Regions from separate parts of the Mus musculus genome. Here region 2 is linked to region 1. A link is a contact called in public HiChIP or PLAC-seq data. All regions are on one chromosome and are shown on one strand. Each heading gives the region's core, a stretch centred on a gene start, on an enhancer-like site or on the middle of the called end of the contact. The rest is flanking DNA. Distances are from core to core; before and after follow the strand shown. Region 1 holds the start of Nkx2-5 (NK2 homeobox 5). Region 2 holds the start of Itpr3 (inositol 1,4,5-triphosphate receptor 3).

The links. HiChIP or PLAC-seq counts read pairs in DNA pulled down with a chosen protein or histone mark.
Region 2: an H3K4me3 HiChIP or PLAC-seq map of embryonic stem cells shows a contact between it and region 1, with 11 read pairs. The contact joins the promoter of Itpr3 here to the promoter of Nkx2-5 in region 1. A contact is called at or near these places in 2 of 115 datasets of contacts at active chromatin or transcription factors (both in embryonic stem cells) and 1 of 9 other capture datasets (liver).

The regions. Positions count from the first base shown.
Region 1 is chr17:26,838,868-26,845,036 of GRCm38.p6, forward strand. It overlaps Nkx2-5 (NK2 homeobox 5), which reads right to left and starts at 2,698. Exons shown (of 2, transcript NM_008700.2): 1 at 2,158-2,698; 2 at 1-780. The coding sequence starts at 2,488. The coding sequence ends at 155.
Region 2 is chr17:27,053,483-27,059,651 of GRCm38.p6, forward strand. It overlaps Itpr3 (inositol 1,4,5-triphosphate receptor 3), which reads left to right and starts at 3,822. Exons shown (of 58, transcript NM_080553.3): 1 at 3,822-4,192. The coding sequence starts at 4,104.

The sequences.
Region 1 (6,169 bases), core at 1,448-3,947:
AAGTGGGATGGATCGGAGAAAGGTCCCAGGCCTGCGCGAGGGTGGGTGTGAAATCTGAGGGACAGGGCATAGTGGGAGCTTTCCCATCCCCGGAGTCATCGCCCTTCTCCTAAAGGTGGGAGTCGTTCCGGGGCGCCCCAAACGGGCTCTTTCCCTACCAGGCTCGGATGCCGTGCAGCGTGGAGACGCCCGAATTGCCCTGCGGCATCCCGGGACTCTGCACGGTGTTCAAGTCCCCGACGCCAAAGTTCACGAAGTTGCTGTTGGCGGAGGCGGCGGGGGGCTGCGCGGCGGGGGGCGCAGCGGGGTAGGCGGCGCAGCTGTAGCCGGGACTGCAGGCCGCGCCGCCGTAGCTGGGGTAGGGGTAGGCGTTGTAGCCATAGGCATTGAGACCCACGCCGTAGGCGGGAGCGTAGGCCGCGGGGTCCCCCAGGCAGGGCTTCCCGTCGCGCACCAGCACGGGCACCGCGATCCTGCGCGCGGGCGGCGGCGGCGGCCCCAGAAGCTCCAGAGTCTGGTCCTGCCGCTGTCGCTTGCACTTGTAGCGACGGTTCTGGAACCAGATCTTGACCTGCGTGGACGTGAGCTTCAGCACGCTGGCCAGCTGGTCGCGCTCTGGCGCCGACAGGTACCGCTGTTGCTTGAAGCGCCGCTCCAGCTCGTAGACCTGCGCCTGCGAGAAGAGCACGCGTGGCTTCCGTCGCCGCCGTGCGCGTGGTCTCTCGGCGCCATCCGTCTCGGCTTTGTCCAGCTCCACTGCCTTCTGCAGCGCGCACAGCTCTGAAGGGGAAGAGAGGCAGAGAGGTGGCGGGTTAGAGCGGCGGGCCGGGGACCTCAGGGCCCTTGTAGGGGTGGCAGGGAGTATCACTCTGGTCCTATGCCGGACACCCAGCTCCGCTTAAGCTAATCGCCGAGTGCACGGGCTCGCTCGGTTCGATGTTGGCGCAATTGCGCATCTGGGAAATGCCTAAGTGGCTTGGACAAAACAAAACAAGAGAAATCTCGGGCGCCCTATCCCAGACCTCTTCCCCGGATAGTTAGCGTTCTCTTAACAGTCTGGGATTTAGCTTTAGCTTTTCTGGCTGCAAAGAAAATAAAGTCATGAGGATGCTCGGAGTGAATTACATTAGGAATACTCCGGTTTGTCCCTCGGGTGGTCAGCTGATGTTGGCATGGCTTCTGGACTTCCCAGTACCCGGAGGAGGACAGAGGCCTCTACACCAGCCCTGCGGGATTCCGGTTGGTAGCAATAAGTTCTAATCCTCCTCCAGTCCTTCTCCAATGTTCCTGGACCTTCTCTCTGCTCCCAGGGAAAACCTAGGAACGTCCTCTAACTCGCAGAAACCATTGGGCCTCTCTGGCTTTACTCAGCACAGGATCTGGGCCTGGGACTTCCCTGCTCCTTCTGTGAGCTGGCCAGGAGCCCCTCTCCCTACTCTGAGATATTTGGTATTCGGCCACCTTCGGAAGCCTGCTCTTCACTTCTCAGTGTCTTTATTCGTTCCGTATTTCCCAACAGTTCCCAGAAAGGAATTTCTGCCTGATCCTGCCTGGAGATTGTACTAGAAAAACAAAGCCAACCCCAGCTCCTGGGATCCGCAGCATCGCATCTCAAAATCACAACCCGGTCCCCAGACTCCTCTCTTTTGGCACAAAGGAGGCAAGGCCCAGAAAGGCAGGGTGGGCTACACAAGGCCCAGGATACACGGGGCTAAGCTTTCGGTTTAGCAGTTCTCAGTGTCTCAAAGTACCCCCAAATCTGGAAGAGATTTTAACTCTCCAGTACGAAGATTTGTTCTAACGCGGATTGTTAGATAGCTTAACTTTGTAACAGATCCAAGAACAAGGCCCTAACCTACTGGGGTTTTGTAGGCCGAAAACAACATTTTAATCTTCTCTCTCTCTCTCTCTCTCTCTCTCACTCTCACTCTCTCACTCTCTCCCTCTCTCTCTCTCCCTTCTTTTTTCCTGACCCTCTAAATTCGGCGTTCCCTCTAAACTTCGGACTGACTGCGGGACAGCCTGGAATCTTATACTCCAAACTCCCCGCGCCCAGCCTTCACCCCGGACTGAGCTACTGTCAGGCCTGGGTTTCTTGGCTCAGGGTTTTGGACATGAAAGCGATTCCAGAAGGGAAGAGCTTGAGGTTCTCCTTACCTTTTTTATCCGCCCGAGGGTCTTTGGCTGGGTCAGGGTCACCGTAGGCTCCCGGGTAAAATGTGGGGGCGGCTGGGAAAGCAGGAGAGCACTTGGGGGGCGAAGGCGCGGGGCCCATCTCCGCGCGCAGCTCTGCCAGGCCGGACGCTGCCGCCTCGGGGCCAGAGTAGGCCTCGGGCTTGAAGGCGGCCAGCATGCAGGAGGCAGGGGCCAGGGTGGCCTCGAGGCGCGCAGACAGGTCCCCAGACGCCAGGCTACGCTGCTGCTGCTCCAGGTTCAGGATGTCTTTGACTGAGAAAGGCGTGGGTGTGAGCGCAGGGCTGGGGAACATGGTGGCGACGCAGGTTTCACAGCGCCAGGTGGGTAGCAGAGAGTGGTGCTGCCCACCCCTGGGGACAGCCTCCCCGCATGGTGCCCGCCGCCCGCCCGCGCACCCGCCTCTCTGCCCTGGATGTGGCGCGCGGCAGCAGGTAGCGCGGAGCACCAGGGGCAGAAGAGGCGGGAGCAGGCTGGAGTAGGGGGGATTCAGCCTGCCATTGGGCCAGGGGCCTGGATGACAGGAGCGACGGGCAGTTCTGCGTCACCTAATATAGACATAGGGATGGGAAAAAAAAATCCTGCTCAGCTTTTTTTAAAGGGGCCGCGACACATTTGGGATAGTCTCCCACTCCTGCAAGGAGATTGCTCCTCGTTAGCCTGAAAATCCCAGCCAGACACACTCAAAGAAAATACCTGATTCTGTTATGCTGAGTCTAAACGCAGGGTTGGGGGTGGGTCGAGGATTTGAATAAATATTCTTTGCACTGTGTCCTGTATCACTAAATGGGCTGGTGAGGATGGATTGAAAGCCAGAAGAGGGGGGTTATTTTCAGGGATCAAGACTATGACTACAATATTGTTTACTGAAGTCTGCCTAAGAGTAGCCTGCATAGAAAGAGAATCACAGAGAAGACAGTTGTTCTGGGACGAACACTGAGTTTAACACATGAGTTTAAGAATTGGATTGGGGAGCGGTAGTTAATTTGACCTACAGGACCAAATTCAACCCAGGAACCCAGAGGGGCCCCAAGGGGTTCTGAGCTGAATGGAAAGGTGAAGTGGCTAATTGTGGGGTGGGAGTGGCCACCTGCTTCAGACTAAGCGGTGGGGCCAGGCACCTCTCCAGAGAGAAGGAAGCATTGTTGGGGAATTGACTCTTCCTGGAGGAGAGCTGCCTTCTGGGTTGTCTGCCTGGATTCTCCTGAAGCCCAAGCTGCTTCATTTTTCACCCTCCTAGGCCACCACAAAAGTCCCAGACCCTTTCTAGCCCGATCCTCCAGGGCCTTCCTGGGCTTCTACTCCACGGGGCAGAGGACAGATCAGGCAGGTGGAGGGACATTTTCAGTCCAGTGCTGCTTCTGTCTGAAAACTGTCAGGGTTTAAGGAACCCAGGTTCTGTACTAAGACAACTGTCTGGATCTAAGGAACACTTGGGCCCTCCCAGACCCAACAGAGTGGGACTTTTTCCTGCTGTAATCTCAAAAAGAGAAGGCACATCGATTCCAGGCAAAACCTCCCCCACCGAAGGTATATGGTAAGGCTAACCTCTGGGAGAGCTTGGGCTCACCACACCGATTTGCAAAGGGGATGTGCCCTTGAAAATTCATGTGGTGAGGGTCCATCACCTGTTTTCGGATATAAGGATTCCCAGAGTGAACAGATCTGTGAGTCAGAAGGCACACAGATATGAAGGACGAGTTGGCCACCAGAGGAGAGGCTTTTGGAATAGAAACGGAGTGTGAGTGTAGGGTCAAAGGTTAGCTAAACAAGTCACTCTTAAGTCATGAACCCAAAGTCCAGAGATCAAAACTTTTGTGAGTGCAGAGTGTGAACTGTCCCTCCTGGCAGGGCAGTGTGGGCCATTGGGCGCTGGCAACCATCTGGGCCATAGTGAAGCCAGCAAAGGCCTGATTTGTGTTCCTTCCTGCTTTTCCTCAAACCCAAACTCCCAAGGCCTTGGGTTGTCTTCAACTAAGGGAGAAGGAGACCCAGCTCCAGGCAGACTGTGAAGCCCAATTCCAGGCTCCAGTGGTCAGCACCAGACTTGGGAGCCATAGTGAGATCTCAACCCAGGGACCACAGAGCATCCTAAAGCTGGTGCTCTTTGTCTTCCGCTGTGTCCCTCTCCAAGCAGTCCAAAGCCTTTGCCTTTTTTCGCTTTTGTTGTTTTGTTTTGTTTTGTTTTGTTTTGTTTTGTTTTCCTCCCTTGCCACAATTTCTGGTTACATTACAGTTACTGTTCTGAGCCAACCTAGCTTGGGACCCTCCCGAGATTGAAGATTGGTTTGTGTGGGTTGGACGGATGTCTATCACCCAGGCGGTGACGTCTGGCAAACGAGCCACATCCGATTCAATTAAATGTCTTGCTGAAAACAGCTTCGGGCGAGGGTCCTGGGAGTCCTGTTAAGTGAATCGGCTGGCCCTGCGGATCGCGATGACAGTTTGAAAGATTAGTGTGAGCTGACGCCTGAAATATTACCGTTTAATTGGGGGAGCTATATTGGGGGCCGCATCCGGGATCCCTGTTTTAAGTCTTTTTTAAAAAATAGTTTTGAGAGGGGACGTTTCCTTTGCAAATCAATGTGGTGAGGATTTATCACTTTTTTCGGATATAAGGGCTTCCAGAGTTGACAAATCTGTGGGTCAGGTGTCAAGAAAAAGGAAGAAAACTCTTCTAATTTGAACAAAATCAGTGACTTTCCCACCCCTACAACCTTGGTGAAAAGGCCCTGGCCTTTCTCTTCGGGGAGGAAACAGGACAGAGTGAGACAAATAGGCAGAACAGAATTGGGGTGACCTGTGGGGGTTTCTTTAGAGAGCTGTCCAAAGCACTTTCCAACGTGGCTTCTGTCCTGGCTGTCTTCAAATCAATACCAAAGGACATATATATTGCAGTGTGTGTCTGTGTGTGTCTGTGTGTTTGTGTCTGTGTTACAATGGCTGGGAAGGGGCGCATCTTTCTCCCCAAGGGTTTTTGGCTCAACCTGCCTTGTGCTCTGAAAGGCACAACCTTCAGTTGAAAGGGACAGAGACAAAGGAGACTGGTGGAGACAGAGAAAACTCTGTGGAGTGATTTCTTTGCCTTTTAAAGACTTGGTGCTTTAGGATTAGTCAAATTCCGGGGTAGCTCCAGCGCATCCTGCGTAAATAAATTATTATTGATTGAAAAGCGATCAGCCCGGCCCGAGCGCCCCCCCTTTCCTGCAATCAGCCGCGAAAAGTATATATGATTAATTGAAAGATAAGCTGCAACTATCACCCGGAATGTCATTAATGCGCCGGGGAGACGTCCATTGGAGACAGGCAGCGTTATCCGTAGCTTTATCTTCAACAACGCCTCGCTCTCTTGGCCCGCGCCAGGGAAACAGATGGGGGTTTCTGTCTGGGACGCTCGCCCCATGTTTATATTTTGGGAAGAATCGCAACTCTAGGGAGTCCCCGGCGGGCCCCCTGATAAATGAACATTAGCACTTTTTCGGACTACTGTATCAACAAAGGGGCCGCTGTGCAGCAATAATTGGCGAGAAAGCAAACAGAGGGCCGAGAGCGCGACTCTGCTCTTCGTCTGGCTGATGGATGAGCAGCGCGGCCGCCCCTTGGCCTGGCCCGTGCTTCCTTCCCGCGGGTAGCGCAGGGCCGGCCAGCTCTGCAACGAGGTACACCTACGGCTTCAGGTACTCAGCCATCCGGAGCCGGCGGCGCCCTCGGAGGTGGTGCGTCTTGGGTCCTCTTGCCAGACCACCTGGCTAAGAGAAGAAGGTCGCAGGGGAGAGTGACTCGCTCAAGGCTACTTACCCAGTCTAGAAGCGGTGATCGCCATTTCCTGTTTGTCTGTGGAAGAAAGCAAGATGCCTGCTGCCAAAGAGAACCTGGGAGTCTCCCTACACTGTCATTCAGAAGGAGAATTCTTCACAAGGGAGGAGGCGGTGGGGGACGGAGATAGACAGAGACACAGAGAGATACACAGAGAGAG
Region 2 (6,169 bases), core at 2,572-5,071, 220 kb after region 1:
TCTCTTGTATGAAAAACAACAACAACAAAAACCTGGCTTTCCTTTTTTTTAAACCAACACCACCTCAGAACTCAGGAAAGGACTCATGGTGGAGCTGGCTTGGCAGGACCAGGTGCCTGGCCTGATCCCTGGGTTGTGCCTGTGCAAACAGCCTCCTGTTCCAGAGTTCCTAGGGGCCGTAGGTGTGGCAGGGGGCTGGCAATGGACCTCCCTCTTTGGACTTCTCAGCAGGATGGGAGGTGTGCTCCCTACCTCTGAGTTTTTCCTGGTTGACAGAGACACAGAGGCCCAGAGCATCCAGGCCCAGAGTGGAGGGACTTCCTCCGCCTGGCTCTGAGACATGCCTGAGTGTGGTGACACAGGAGGACCAGACAGTTGGCGGCGGTGGCAGTAGTCACCAGAGAGCCAATGTTCAACCCTCCGAGCTCTGGGAAGGAGAAGTAGGCAGGTCTGATCAGACAGTGGGGAGGAGCAGAGGCCCTGCACATAGCAGGCGTCTTAACTACTCTCCTGTTACTGTGCAGAGAAACCATGACCAGAGCAACTCCATGAAAGAAAGCATTTAATGGAGGGTTCCCTTACAGTTACAGAGGGTCATTATCACCATGGCAGTAGGCATAGCAGACATGGTGCTGGAGGAGCTGAAAGCTACACCCTGACGGGCAGTCAGGTAGGTAAGCATGGGAGGAGGGTGCGGGTGGGAGGTGGGTGGTGGTGGTGGGATACTGAGCCTTGCTTGGGCTTTTGAACCATCAAAGCCCACCCCCAGTGACACACTTCCTCCAACAAGGCCATGCCTCCTAATCCTTCTAATCCTGAGAGATCCACTGGTAAATTTTCAAATATATGAGCTTATTGGGCCATTTTTATTCAAACTGCCACAGTAGGACTTCAGTAGATGCTTCTGGAATGCATGTGTGTGCCCCTCTGGAACCCCAGGGAAGGATGAGAGACAAGAGGATCTGTCCTGGGGTCTGGCCCTTTTGCCATTGATGCCACCGTCTGAGAACCCAGACACCCTGACTGTCTCTCATACTAGAGAGTGCTGGGTCTCAGTTTTAACTCCAGTTCCCAGAAACCTGGTGGGTGACAGGACTGTCTGGTGGTGGTTCTCTGGGCTGTGGTCATCTCTTTTTGGGAGAGTTTACTAGATAAGAATTTTTAAATTAAATTAATTAATTAATTAATTTATTTTTTTTGCTTGAGACAAGGTTTCTCTGTGTAGCCCTGGCTGTTCTGGAACTCCCTCTATAGACCAGGCTGGCTTTGAACTCACAAAGATCTGCCTGCCTCTGCCTCTTGAGTGCTGTCATTAAAGGTGTGTGCTACCACTGCTTGGCAAGATTTTTTTTTTCTTTTAAATAATAGTTTGCAGCTTATTGGATGCACATGCCATACAGTTTTTTTTTGACAACTTGACACAGCCAGGGCCATCTGGGATTAGGACCCTCCTCAGCTCAGAAGACACCTTAATCAGCCTGGCCTATGGGTAAACGTATGGAACAGTTTCTTGGTTGATGATGGATGTGAACACTGTGGGCAATGCCACCCCTGGGAAGGTGGGACTGGGTTGTAAAAGAAAACAGACTGAGCAAGCCAGTAGGCGGCTTCCTCCGTGGTCTTGGTCTTTGCTTCAGCTCCTGCTGCCCGGCTCCTGCCTAGGCAGTCCTATGATCAACTGGAACCTTCGAGCCAAATAAATCCTCTCCTCCCAAAATCGACTCTTTTTTTTTTTTTTTTCGAGAGAAGGCTTCTCTGTATAGCCCTGGCTGTCCTGGAACTCACTTTGTAGACCAGGCTGGCCTTGAACTCAGAAATCCTCCTGCCTCTGCCTCCGCCTCCCAAGTGCTGGGATTAAAGGCGTGCACCACCACGCCCGGCTCCCAGATCGCTTCTTGATAATGGTGTTTTATCACAGCTATTGAGAGCAAAGGAGGACTATACATTTTTTTTAGGGTTGGGGATGTCACTCAGTTGGTAGGAGTTCACTTGATCCATGTTCTTGGGGGTCTTTAAGGACTTTGGTTTATTTATTTTATGTGTGTGGGTGCTTTGCTTGCTTGTATATCTGGCACCAGGAATGTCCCCAGTGCCTGCAGAGGAATTACAGATGCTTGTGAGCTGCCACGTGGGTGCTGGGAATCAAATCCCTGCTCTCTGGAAGAGAAGCCAGTGCTCTTAACTGCTGAGCCACCTCTTCAGGCCCTTTTTTTAAAAGATTTATTTATTTATTATATGTAAGTACACTGTAGCTGTCTTCAGACACTCCAGAAGAGGGCGTCAGATCTTGTTACAGATGGTTGTGAGCCACCATGTGGTTGCTGGGATTTGAACTCCGGACCTTTGGAAGAGCAGTCGGGTGCTCTTACCCACTGAGCCATCTCACCAGCCCCTGTTTTGATTTTTTAAATTAATTAATTAATTTTTATTTTATGTGCATTGATGTTTTACCTGCATGTATATCTGTGTGAGACCATCAGACCTCCTGGAACTGGAGTTACAGACAGTTGTGAGTTGCCATGTGGGTGGTGGGAATTGAACTTGGATCCTCTGGAAGTGTAGGCAATGCTCTTAACCACTCAGCCATCTCTCCAGCCCATTCTTACATTTATTTGAGGCAGACTCTCACGTGCCCTAGGTAAACCTCGAACTTACTATGCGACCTTTAACTCCCAGTCCTCCTGCCTCTACTTCCCCATTAAAGGCTTGGCTAACCACTACCACCAGTTCTAAGGGTCTTGGTAAAAATCCCCTGCACTCAAGAACTCTCGGTGCAGGTCAGCAGCTGTCTCACGGCTGGCGGCTGTCTCCACCCCTCCTGGGTCTCTTCCTGCTTCTGTCTCCAGTCCCCTCCTCCTTTTCTCCCAGGGACAAACGCCCCCATCCCCGCCCCTCAGGAAATAAGGGGGGCTGGGTGGGAGGGAGCAAACGTGACCAAAGGGGGTGGTGGTGGCGCATTCTTATCTCAGGAGTTCAAACCAAAGCTCTAGGAGGAAGCAAACGCCCAGCCTCCGTGGCGCAGAACAGAAAGTAGTCAACTTGGCGATGAGTTTGAGGGCTGAACTTTGTGAGCAAGGGCCCGCTACGAGAACTTGTTTCAGTGGGCGCTGGGGTGCACTATTAACTAGAGGAGGTAATGCTCTCCCCCTCCCAGTATTATTTATTTATTTTAAAGCAAAGACAGAAGGAGCCAAGAGAAACTGGAGCCAATTCCTCCTGGAGAGGGAGCGGCTGAACTGATTCGGAAGTTGGATCTCTTTGTACACAGGAATGTGGGGAGAAAGAGAGTGAGAGAGAGAAACCCCAACAAGGACAATTAAAAAACAAAAAACAAAAAAAAACCCAAACCCACCCCATTGCTTCATTTCCCCTCCAAGTCAAAGCACTTTCTATTGTGCAATGAAAAGACTTTTCATGTTGAGAGAAATGAATCCTGATTTGCAACGCTAAGGGCTTGAGCGCGCATCCAGGCGCAAGACGGTTCTCAGCTGGGCGCGGTTGCCGCAGGGTGACCGTGGCCAAGTTCCCGGTGTGCTCAGCCACGCGTGGGCCGCAGGCTAGGCGAGCTGGGGATCTCCGAGGGTGGAGAGCCCCGAAGTGCAGCGCGGTGCTGGTGGACAAGCCGTCTAGAGAACGCCCTAGAGCCTGGGGGTCGTCCGGTGGCAAGCTGGGCGCTTTAGGGGGTGCAGGCGTGCACGCGCGCGGTGTAGAAGAGGCCGAGCCTGGGGCGCGGGTGCACGTGGGAGCCGCGGCGGGGGCGGGGTGGGGTGTGGCCTCCCCGCCTCCCAGGCGGGATTTGCATGTGTGTGGCGGCCCCAGACTTCCTGCTCCTTCCAGGCTGCAGGTACGCGCGGGCCCGGCCGGGCTGGAGGGCTGCGAGCGCGCAGAGACGCAGGCACCTCCTCACCCGGACCCGGGTCGCGCCGCGCCTCCTCGCTCTCTGGTGGCAGTCAGCCTACTCCTGCCGTCCCGATCGTCCGGGTCGCCGGGCTGCGAGGTGGCACTGCGCCCCTCTCCGCCCAGCGCGCCTCAGTCCTCTGCACCGAGCCTGGCAGCTCGCTTCAGGGCGACCTCGTCGCCTCGAGCCCCGGAGGGCCGAAGCCATGAATGAAATGTCCAGCTTTCTTCACATCGGGGACATTGTGTCCCTGTACGCCGAGGGCTCTGTCAATGGCTTCATCAGCACTTTGGGGTGAGTGAGCCTAGGGCAAAGAGAGGGGCATCGGGACCACGGTACCAGCTGCTTGTTTGCCAATGTTCAGTCCCCTGAGCCCTTGATAGAGGCTTGCTTGGACAGCCCAGTCTCCAGAAGCGAAGGGACGCTGGCACCCCTCTCTTAGAGAAAGGAAGTGCGTTGTTTGCTCAGGTAGTAGTCGGGTGCCCTGGGGAGTTCTAGAAGGCGTCAGCGCCCACGAAGCCCGCCACTTCTGGCACACTCTTTTTCTTAACTCATGGCTGAGGGGTTCGGACTTCCTCTGCAAGTGGTCCTCGGGTTATGCAGGTGGCTGGGGCCTGAGTTGGAGAGGGCCTGGGTGTTCTTGTTTGGGATTCGGGGTGGGGTGCTAGGGTTGGCTCAGCCTGAAGCCTGGCACTCACCTCTATAGCCCCATCTTGAATCGGTTTATTTAATTATTTAATTAATCATTTAATTTATTTATTTGGAGAGGTAGCATCTTTTCACTCTCCTTGTGCCCCATCTCCTCTTCAGAGTGTTTTCTTTACCCTCCCTGTCCAGGCAGTCCAGGTCTTGGCCAGCTGGCCCCCCTCTCACCGCCACCCCCTCCTTGTCAATTTCCTGTGTAGCTACTCTGGCGCCCCTGGGTCCCTGGTCCCAGGTTCTCTAGAGCACTTTACAAACATTAATTAATTCTGGCTGTCACCCCCCGGGGTCTGGGCTGGATAAGCAGGGAATTGATTCCATCCCATGCTGGTGCCAGGCCGGTAGCTGGGAGAGGTTAGAATCCCAGTATCTTTTTGGATAGACCCTGAGCACCTCGTTGCTGCAGGGATGGAGGAAGCGCACAAGCCCGGATCTGGTCTTTCTGTCCCATTTTCGGGCAGGTGGGGTGGTAGTGGCTAATGTTCTGGTATCTCACGTTGTCAGCACCATCCAGCTGCTGGCAGGGTGACTCCTCTCTGGGGGCTTTGGAAGTGTGTCAGGAATTCTTTCAAAGTTAGCCCTGCAGGTGGGAGGCTCCTGGCTCCCTTGCTCTCTCCTCTTGGTGGTTGAAATTCAATGTGCTGTAGGGAGGAGAAACCTCCAGGGCCTCTCTGCCTGAGGAGGCTGAGATGGGAGTTCCAGCATCCCTCTCTTCTCCAAGCATCCTCCAGGCTCTCCTACACACCTCCCGGGTCAGATGGAAATTTCTACACACACATCTCCCCATCAGATTTCTCTTCTGAAGTTGCCCAGAGTTGAGGCGTGGAGCCTCGTCTGGGCCAGCATCTTTGCAGGCCTGGCTCAGAGCCCTGCCAGGCAGGGCCCTTCTTGGGGAGCTACAGGGGAACTGCGCAGTCAGCACTAAACATGCTGTCTTGGGATGGGGTGTGTGTTGGGGAGGGAGTGGCAAAGCCAAAGGTGGGAGCCCAGACTCCCCCCAACTCTGCAGATTCTCAGAAGTAGTCACATTTTGTTGATGTGTCTGGCTCAGGGCTGAACACAGGGTAGATGCTATTTAATCACCTTGAGGATTGACAGAGCCAAGGATCTAAGGTCCCTTTTCCTGTCCCCAGGCAGCCTCCATTGTCTGGGAATCCCTCTGCTGGCGCTTTCTCTCTCTCTCTCTCTCTCTCTCATGTATATGTGTTTTGCAGGCATGTATGTCTGTGTACCATGTTGGTGCTGCGTGGCTTTAGAGGCCAGAGAGTGCATTGGCTCTCCCGAGACTGCAGTTATAGAAGGGTGTGAGCCACCTTGTGGGTGTTGGGGATGAACCCAGGTCCTGTGCTAGAGAGGCCGATGCTCTAAAGCACCGATCCACGTCTCCAGCTCCCTGTTCTCAGGACACTTTCTTCCTCTTGGTCCTTCCTGCCTCAGGAGCTGCTATTTTTAGTCCACCTGGACCTCAGGGCAGATCTCAGGGACATCTGAGAGCCCTTGACCCCAGGCTACCCCTTCCTATGTACCAACCCCACTCCCCCTCGAAAACTGGCAGGTGCTTTCCCAGCC